Linked DNA regions of Arachis hypogaea: region 1 is linked to region 2. The links are chromatin contacts, called in public Hi-C maps. All regions are on one chromosome and are shown on one strand. Each heading gives the region's core, a stretch centred on a gene start, on an enhancer-like site or on the middle of the called end of the contact. The rest is flanking DNA. Distances are from core to core; before and after follow the strand shown. Region 1 holds the start of LOC112733325. Region 2 holds the start of LOC112733324 (protein neprosin).

What was found. Hi-C and Micro-C count contacts between places; a contact is called where the count stands out from the background.
Region 1: a contact with region 2 is called in a Hi-C map of leaf, with 4 times the contacts expected there. The contact joins the promoter of LOC112733325 here to the promoter of LOC112733324 in region 2. A contact is called at or near these places in 2 of 8 Hi-C or Micro-C datasets (leaf and an unstated tissue).

The regions. Positions count from the first base shown.
Region 1 is chr13:128,214,783-128,220,101 of arahy.Tifrunner.gnm2.J5K5, forward strand. LOC112733325 reads right to left here and starts at 1,634. Exons shown (of 2, transcript XM_072212490.1): 1 at 1,095-1,634. The coding sequence starts at 1,485. The coding sequence ends at 1,150.
Region 2 is chr13:128,055,252-128,060,563 of arahy.Tifrunner.gnm2.J5K5, forward strand. It overlaps LOC112733324 (protein neprosin), which reads right to left and starts at 2,889. Exons shown (of 7, transcript XM_025782252.3): 1 at 2,444-2,889; 2 at 1,732-1,818; 3 at 1,335-1,583; 4 at 1,068-1,232; 5 at 934-987; 6 at 705-851; 7 at 1-43. The coding sequence starts at 2,602.

The DNA.
Region 1 (5,319 bases), core at 384-2,883, 160 kb after region 2:
AGAAGTTTAAGACATGCATGTTTCTGTTAGCTTCAAATGTTAGACTGACCAAAACAAATGTAATATTATGTATATCGAATAAAACAGCCCATGTAGAGCAACCCTCAGATATGACATAAACTTCAGCAAAGGCTATGATAATTCAAATGACCTATCAATGAAGGACCACAAGCAGGTTTTATAAATATATCATAAGTCGTTACAAAAGATTGAACCGCACATAATTTAGTATGCTGTATGCTGAATTATGTACGGTTCTTTCGTTTTTAGCAGCTTATAAGATGTTGCTAACAGTTTATTTCAGTTAAAAAATAAAACGGAACATGGCAAGTAGGTACATCATTTGCTTTATTAACCAAAGATTAGCAAGCATGCAATGATTATGACAATGCCACAGATCTAATCACTAAATTTAGATTCCACAATCACCCTAAACCTTTTCTACAATTATTAAATGACTAAATGCTTCTGTAACAATCCACTTTTTAAACATTTCTAAAATTTTATTTCGAAGTTTGTAGAAAACATATTATCCCTATAAGCCTGATGATCATGGTGGATTGGTGTTGGTAGATTTTGATCTAAACTTTTCACATCACTCCGAAGCATTTTAGAGTCCAAGTGAACAACAAGAGTAACTACAATTCTTTCTTAATCACGTGTGACCTACTTTTGCTGCTTCAGGAATTGTTTTTATCTTAACAGTGGACACATCATCACATCCATGGAAATGCATATGTTACAGAATGCATCATGCAAAACAAGAATTGCCAACAAAAATCCAAAGTAACAGAGAACCCCGCAAAACATATCTAGGAATATGGAACGTGTTCAGTTCACAAACCAAGCAAGATAACAGCAGCCAAAAAATAACAGCATATAATCCCAAAATCAACACACAAAAAACAAAACAAAAAGAAAAAACCATTATATTTGAAGCCAAAAACATCCAGAATCTACAATCAAAACAGGAACTTTGGAAACCCCCAGATTTAAAAAACACAAACTTCATCAAGAACCCAGATTTAATAATAATAATAATGATAATAATTAAAAACAATAAACATGAATAGAGAGGAGGGAAAAGAACATACTTTACAACTGAAAAAGGGTGGGGGCATGAAGTTGCAAGAAAGCAGCATAAAACTATCAATCAGAATGGGAATGGTAGTAGAAGTCATCATCAAAGTCAATGGAGGTGGAAGAAGAATAATCATCATGATCTTCAGCAAGATCATCATCATCATCATCATCATCATCATCAGAAGGAAGGTAAGAAGAATAGTAGTAGTAGGAATCAGGGTTCGGGAGGCAGAAGAAAGAGCAGAGGCAGAGAGCAAGACGACCCAATTGGTGAAGAGGTAAGCAGCAGAGAAGATCCACCAACTGCTCCGTCGGGAGTGGCTCACCAATGCACGCCGCCCACTGCCACGCCTCACCGGAGACACGTGCCACTGACACCACCAGCATGCTGCTGAACACCATTCTTATTCCTTTGACTTTGTCTCTCTTGGAATTCAATCCATAAATTGAATAAATATCCAATGCCAGATTTTTTGCAAGATTGACTTCTCTTAATCTTGTTCTTGTTATTGGATTGGAGAATTTTTAGAACTTAGACTTTGGACCCTCACATTTTCGTTCTAATCTCTTTGTACTTTGTCCGCGTCATTACCATTATTTATTACGATCATTTATAATAACCCGTTCATATTTTATGACTAAATATTCTTTTTGTTTTTTTTTTTCATCTCTTCTGCTTAGTAATTAGTATTTAGTAGTATTCTAAGAAGTACAGACACTTTGTTGAGTTGTTGTGTTTGTGTACTAGTATTAAATTCGTGCAATGCACGAGTTTATATTTAAATTTGACATATTAAATTAAAAATAATATTTTATAATCATAAATTTTTTAAGTTTAGTATAACACGATTATCGTTATTATATAATAAATGTACTGAATATGTTGTTTTATCTTTATTCAAAGTAAAAAGTAAATAGAAGAGTATGATATTCTTGAACCATAAGGAGGAAGATATGAAAAAAATAAAAACATATATAATTGTAATAATAGCATGTCAATTTTACACTAAATTTTATATCAGAAGGCTAATAAAAATTTATCGACAACTTAGTATCTTACTAACTTCATTAGAAAAGCAATTGGCATATGATGTTGTGCTCCTTGTTACACATTTCATCTCAAATATGAAAACAGAGTTATAAATAAATTAGTTATATCCACAGTAAATATTTATACAAAAGTGTAAATCATAACATGCTATTAAAATGAAAATAATATTATTCTTACTTAAATATTATTAAAAACTTCTTTGAACACGACATTTGTTTTTTATAACTTTGGATTGTCGTCTTCGTCTAGAATTAAAATTCTGAGACCACTGCTACTCTTAACTCTTGACAAAGCAACATAAAGTTGTCCATAGGTGAACACTGATTTTGGCAAGTAAAGGCCTACATGTAATAATGATTGACCCTAACTCTTGTTAATGGTCATTGCAAAACATACTGTTAATGGAAATTGTCTCCGTTGGAACTTAAATGATAATCTTAAATCTAAAGGGATCAAGTTCATTCTTGGAATATACAGTTTATCTCCAATATTTCTACTAGTCACTACTGTCGCTCCAATTACGTTGCTGCCAAGTTTGTTAATTATTAATCTTGTCCTGTTGCATAAACCTGAAATCTGGTCTATGTTTCGCAGTAGCATTACAGCGACTCATGGCTTCAAAGTCAACTTGTGATTGGATAGTCCCAAACATTTAATGTCATTTAGGAACTCTGGTGTGTACCACTCTTATTGTATATCTTCATTCTCATCAGCTTGACATGTTGTGTCAGAACTCAAATACTCTTTTTCCATCCCTGGAAAAATTGTCAAGACAAAATCGTTTACCTTCTCGAGACTCTCAAGCATGGGTTCAAGAATTGCCCTACTCTAAAAATACCTGTAGTCTGACATATTTTGCAATAAATTTGGATATGCAAAGTCTACCAAATGGGAGAGAGGGTCATCAGTAGTTGTAATCAATAGATTATCTGGAATTTCAATTTTTGATTCATCACCAACAACAAAACCAATATTTCCATTTCCAACATCAAGTATCCAATTAGCAAATCTCTTCATTTCACCTTCATCTTGATCTGAAGAAGACATTAGAAGTTTCATGATTAAGAATATAGGAATTAGTATTAGAATTTCAAATTTTAAATTTTTAAATAGAATTTTCAAATTAGCTAGGGCAAATTTTAAATTTTTTAAATAAAATTTTCTAATTAAACGTTTAGAAATATAAGAATTTGTTAATTTAAAAATAATTTTTATTAGTTTTGTCATAAATAGTATCAATCCTATTATTTGTCGATAAAAATAAATAAAATTAAATACAATCTAAAAATTAATAACCTTATAAATTACGTAAATTTTGAAAAAATATTTAAAAAGAGAGAAAAAATGAAAGTACTTCTATTGTGGAGAAACAATCTAAAAGATCACAATGTAAATTGAGTAAAGAGAAAATTTATAAATGTGGCAAGTAAAAAAATTTAAATTTAAAAATCGAAACGGTTAAAGAGTCACTTAATTATGAATTAGTATTAGAATTTCAAATTTCAAATTTCAAAATTTTAAATAAAGTTTCCTAATTAGCTAGTACAAATTTTAAATTTTTAAATAGAATTTTCTAAATTAATTCAATTTTGTCGAAACAACATTAGAAACAGAATTCAGTATAGAAGAATGTCAAATTAAATTTTTTTTAAATAGTATAAATAACCTCACATTTTAATAAGACTAATAATTTTATTTACTTTAATATAATCTTTTATAATTAGCATAGTAGCTTATAAATTATATAAAGTTTTAAAAAATATTCTCAAACCTAATTGCTTACTTAAAAATTCAAAAAAAAAAATTTATTTGAATTTAAATTTAAAACATAATACTTTAATTAAAAATTATAATTAGATTTTTTTAAAATAAGTACGCATTAAAAATTAATAACTAACTTAATTGTATCAATAATCATTCATATGAGAAATTTATAACTTTATGACATTAAATACTAAATTAGAAATTAACAGAATATCAACGGTGTAAATCGAATTAAAAATAAAACCACAAGTAATAACCAAATAACTTCAATTTATATTTAAAAAAATTCTAAATTCCAAACATAAAAATCGAAAAGAACCAAAAGAAAAATAACAACTCAAGAAACAACAATGTTTCCACCAAAACAAACATATGCTTAGCATTATTCTATTAGATAGACTCTAAAAGGAATTTCATAACATGTGCATCCAAATTCTCAAGTTTCATTTTCAATCTTGATCTTCTTGCAAGTTGAGGTATCTCCTTGCACCTTCAAATCTTCCGACTCTGAGGATAGTCGCTTGGTTGGTGTAATAGCATTTTTCAACACTTCGGATTTATCATTGTCCGCAACTTTATTAGAGAATTCAAGCAACAAATTTTGTACAAAATACTACATTAAATTAAAGACTTCCTTCTCACCTTTGATTTTATCTCAATAATATTTTTTGAACAAAATAAAGATCTAACTTTGAGAAAACAAACAAACAAAAAATTCATTTTTTGAACAAATACCTTAGCACCTTCTACTTTCTCCCCTTCAATGATTGAGGATGCCTTTGAAGTTGGAAGCAAACCACCGGTATAGTTAACATCCTAAAATTATAATTAGTTATTAATTATTATTTATAAATTAGATACTACTAATGACCAAGAAAGAGAAAAATAAACTGATTTTTAATAGAAAGTACACTTATAACTGTACTCACAATTTGAATAGGGTGAGCCTTTTTGGATTTATTTATGAGGTATACATTATCAATCATCTTCTTAACTTTATAAGAAGGTGAAAAATGTGGATTATCAGATATTTGAACTTCAACGATGAAGAGGAAGGTCTTATCAATTAGGTTGAGTAAAAGTGTAGGTGTATTCGATAGATCTCCTTTCTGCAGGGTATTACATAATATATTAATAATAAATAATATAAAAATTATCATAAAAATATCTTCACTAATGTTTTTAGAAATAAATATTGGTTAGAACTTACCAATAGAAGTGGATCAAGTATCTCTACACAACTCTTTCCCAAAATTTATTTTGCTTCCTTGTCAAAGACTACGAAACATGCACAGTCAGAATCATCAATGACACCAAGGTTTATTCGGTACTTGCTTAAAAAAAAAACAGTATAAAAAAGGTTAAACATAGACTTATTCAATATCTAATCCATTGTGATTAGACTTTAAATTAAAAATATA
Region 2 (5,312 bases), core at 1,639-4,138:
AGTCATTCCCAAATTGCATCCACCAGTGTCCCTCTTTTGGATCCTACATGGAAAAAAAAAAAAAAAGAGAAAATAGAAAAGGTTTAATACTTAATACCATTAACGAATTTGATGGTTTAAAGAGAGGGTCCGTTTCGTGATGGGCCGTCTGTGTCTTTGTATTTTCTGTCCTGAAACAATTACTAAATGATGCCTAAAAGAACATGTGAATATCTTATACAAACTGTTGCTAGTGGTGTAAATGTGTTTCCGCATTGCGCAATCATCGGTGTTAGTACATAAGCAAGTTCATCACAGTTGCTTTGCCCCACTCATCAATTACAGTTGGGGTCCATTATCATGATCAAATTTCAAAAAGGAGATGAGAAAAGAAATAAATGGATCCTTAGGATCCTACAAAGATGATTCTAATTTCCAACTATGCTGCCAACAATACTGGCTAAAATGTCTTTTTTACTGGTCAGTTGATGGGTGAAAATATGAAGAATTTAAGATTCCAATCAAACCTATAACATGTTATAAACTGACAACTTGACTCTTCCACATGACATGTCTTATACCTATAGAAGAAAAAATGAATCCAAGCACTCATGGACATTATTAAATCGGTCCCAAAGCCAAACAAACACTAGCTGGGAAGATGATTACCCGGTGCTTATGTTCGCAGATAGATAATGTGATGACCTTTTTTTTGGGATTTTTACCTTCCAGATAAGGATGCTGATATCATACTGGGAGTTTCTGTAAGCAGAAACCGGAGATATGCTTGCACCCATTGATATTTCGCTGTTGACCTGAATAAATCCTGAGCAAAGAAGATTGTAGCAACCTGTAGCTTGATATGCATCACTCTGTAGAACATAGCATGTGAGGTTTGATTGCAAAATAAAAGCAATATATGAATATAGGAAAGGTTAAAAGGTAAATACTTACTGTCCAGTAGGTGAATAACCGAGTGTTGTTATCGCCGTATAAATCAGGGCTAACCTGTTATCATCAATAAATAGGCATCAGAATTTATACAAACTAAATGTGGACTTCAAAAATCAATTTCTTTCTTAGCATACCTGCCAGCCAGCTTCAATGCTGTTAAGATCTTGGCCGAACGAGCCTCCTAATATCCAGAGCTGCGACAAGCTGAACTCATTCGCCTGCTGAATCTTAGGTTCCCACACATTAATAGTGGCTTTTGCTCCATAGTACTTGTCCCCTTCAACATATGCTATTGCATGCTGAATCAACAACAACCAGCAAGTAAATTAGACCAATGCCAATTATAAAATAGAAAACATCAAAATTGAAAAAAAAAAATTAAGAGGAACAATCGATAATACCTGATGACCACTCTGGTTAATAAGATCAGGTTGTGCTGACCTAGGCTTCGGGATTGACCTGTGCTTCTTCCTTCCATATCTTTTAACTGAGCTAGCTCTAAGGACATCCTCTTCCTTTGTTCTCCGAATTGGTATTGTGTCTTCGGGGCATTTCCCATTCACATGCCACAGCTGATTAATCTTCTCTTTGGGTTTTTCAGAAACCTTGTTCTCATCAAATAGCCCTTCAGGGTGGAAACTAGGCCTCATCTAAATCAATTAACCAATAATGCAATCCAGTGTTAGGGAAAAACAAACATAAAAGTTTAAGAAAAAAACTGATAATAATAATAATAATAGTAATAATAATAGGAGAGAATAAACCAAAGATTAGATTCTGTGTGAAGATAATATGGACCTGAATTTTGTGATCTTTAAGGAAAGGATGATCAAAAGCCGGTTGCTTAGAGATATGCACACAATCTATGAAATCCCCATCTGGACTCTGCACAATCCATAAATCACACTATTAACACTACAAAAAAAAATACTAAGCAAAATAAAATATTCAAAGCAAAGCTTCGTTAATTATATTTCCATTTTTTCTAATGTTCAGTAGGTGATTTTGATAAAAAGTGGGGAATGCCAAGAAAAGAAAATCATCGCCCAAGTTCTTTCCTTCCAGTACTTTCTAGTTGCTACTGCTTCAGAATCCAGCCAATAATTTCTTAGACAAAGGGAATTTTTCTTTTTCCAGGAAATAAGAAGTATGAACAGGTAGAAGAAAATATTAAAAACATAGAAGTATAGAACATAGCTTGAAGAAATCAAAATGTCAACATAAAAGATCTACATTTTTTTTATACAATCCGGGGAGGAAATACGTCAAAAAAATAAACAGTAGGAGCCAAAGATTATTTTGATTCCTGAGTGAAAAATATCTGAAAGCCACACAAATCACTGTTCAAACACAACATCACCCCCTTTAGCTTACCCAAATAAAAAAATAATATTTTTTCTTCAAAACCAAACTATTCTTTGGGAGGAAAAAGAAAAACCCTAATTAAAAACATTTTTTTTTCTTTTGGGGGAAACCAAAAAGGGAAGAAGAAGAAGAAGAAGAAGAAGACCTGAATGGTCTTAACAGGAGGCTTATTCAAGCGATTCAAATGCCTATTGACTTCAAGCTTCTGTCTTGAACCACCGAGCCTAGCAGCACAGGAGTGAGAACTAAAGAGACCCAACAACAACAATAACAACAGAGAAAACAACACTACTGAAGAAGCCATAGCTGCTTGCTTTGAAAGAAGAAGAAGAAGAAGGAAAACGGAGATGCAGGGTTAGGGGTTGTGTTGGAGGGTGTTGAGAGAAAGCATTGGAGAATGCAACGCAACGCAAAAATCCAATGGAAAACAATGGAGACCTCACTTTTTTGTGCTGCTCCGCTTTCTATGAAGGAAGCCACTCACTCCCCCACTCTCACTTCACATTAAGCTATCTCCTTTCTTTTATTCATCTCACTTTCTTCTCTTTTGTTAAAATTAATTTAATTTTGATGCCCCTTCGTTTTAGACATGCATCAAATTAGTAACGTTTTTACTTTTTATATTAAATATATAAATAATTATTTAAAAAAATAAACATAATTATATAATTATATAAAATATTTTATACGCATTAAAGTTAAATTTATTAAAATGAAAGAAAGATTGCCTTTTTTTGAAGAATAGATTTTCTCTTTTCACTTTATGAAAACATTATTATTATTATTATGTTAACAATATTATTAACGAAATGATAATTCCATAATGTTATTTTAGATATAATTTTTTGTATTATATATTTGTATAAATTTATAAAAAAAATAATAAGATCATTAGAATAAAAATAATAATATTTAATTTTATTAACTATTAATTAATTGTTCATAACCGAAAAAATATATGAAGTGCCATGACATGTCATATAATATGTAAGATTAAGACTAATAATAATTTCAATATACTAATTGTGTAGAGAATTTTATATTATTATATTTAAATTATTTTTTAAATAATAAATTTAAAATTAATTATTTTTACTATAATAATACATAATTAATTATTTATATAATGGAAATTAAATTCTAAGTAAATAATATATATAATATATATTAATTGAAATCAACGGTTAAAACAATTAGAATACCGGTGTTGCTCGATACATTTGAAATTTTTCCTAATATACACTAAAAAAATGTATAGGCCTACTGTTAACCTAAAATGCTAACTTGCTAACTGAACATGTGCCTTAGTCATTTTTTCGGTATTCAAAATGCGAATATTAGAAAATACTTATTAGTTCAATCCACCATGCGTTGATGTTAATATGTGACATCTAATTTTCTTAATTTTGGTCAGTTGCACTTAATAGTAGAGCTATAACCAAGACCAAAACTATGAATCATATAATTTAACAAATTTTAATATAAGATTTTAAATAAAAGAAATAGTTTAGTTTTGTAAGGCAAATCAATGAAAATAAATTTTAAAATTAACATTTAAAATATTATTATAATCTAAAGAAATATTAATTATTAATAAATTAAGGAGAATCACCTTCTAGCTCTCCCTACTACCTTGTCATTTTTCCCTCTCCTTTTTCATGTCATAACAGTGTTCAGTTGTTCACAGTAAAGCGAAACGTTGAAGGTGGAACATCACATGACACAACCATCATCATCTTCAATTCCATCACAAATATTCGTACCCGAAAAAAATATTGGAATATATTAATCAGACGTTGAAAAAAATGTATTAAAAGAAAATTAACCTTAGAAATTGCACGAGGGGGAAAACCAAAAAGCATGGGGAAAAGTTTATTTTTAATAAAAGGATAAAAACGAAGAATATGTGGGTCTGTGCATTCGTATTTTTAATGCATTTTTTCATGAATGTGTTGTGTCTTCAGTCTTCACTCTAAGCTACTTTTGTCGTTTCAATAGACGCACTATGCATTCTTTTTTATCGTATTATACTGTGTGTATTTATTAAACGACCCTTAGGGTTAGCCACTTTACCGTTTTATCCTTTTTCGTTTCAAATTTGTTCCAATTATTATTCATTTCACACGAGAGAGTAATCGATTAAATTAAATGTGTATTTATTTTGTAACGTGCCTTACAACATCAAATTATTCTTAGCTTTTAGGACATTTGGGACTACAACCCCTCCTTTTTATGAACTTAAAAAGACCTACTTTTGTTTTCGTTCCAACTTTAGTGTTATTCTACTATGTTTGTATTTGAAGACATTTATATCTTAAAGATTTTGTTGACATATACTCTTAAGATAAGGACACATCATAAAATTATTATTAAAAAATAAATTTTTTATTTCAATAAATATATAATAAATATTTAAAAATTTTAAATTTTAAATTTTTTATAAAAATTTTAATTAGTAATTTTAACATGTGCTATTGACACATATTTGATAAACTCATATGATGAAGTTATTATTAAAAAAGGTTTTCAACTTTTTATTTTCACAAATACACAATAAATATTTTAATATTTTAAATTTTGCACCTTTTTTTAACCCATATCTTAATTACATAAACTCTCAAGTATTTATGTGTAATTAGAATTTAAAGGAATAAGTATTGTTTTAGTTCCAAGTTGAGGGTTTAGAATCGAAACAGTCTCTAACGTAATTTTTTATTTAGAATTATCCTTAATGTTTTTTTTTTCGTTTTAAAATCGTCCTTTTAACTTTTTCTGGACAAAAATATCCTCCACCACTACCAGCACCTTTACCTCCCACCAGCACCAACACTTCCACCACCAAGAATAACAAGATCAATGAAATCAACACAAATTCAACAAATCAACACAAATTCAACAATCAAATCAACATACAACAACAATAAAATCAGAAAACAACAAATTAAAATCAGAATTAAAAGTAAAAACAGAAGCAGTCATAGAAGCAGAAGCTCAAGCAGAAGCAAAAAAACAGA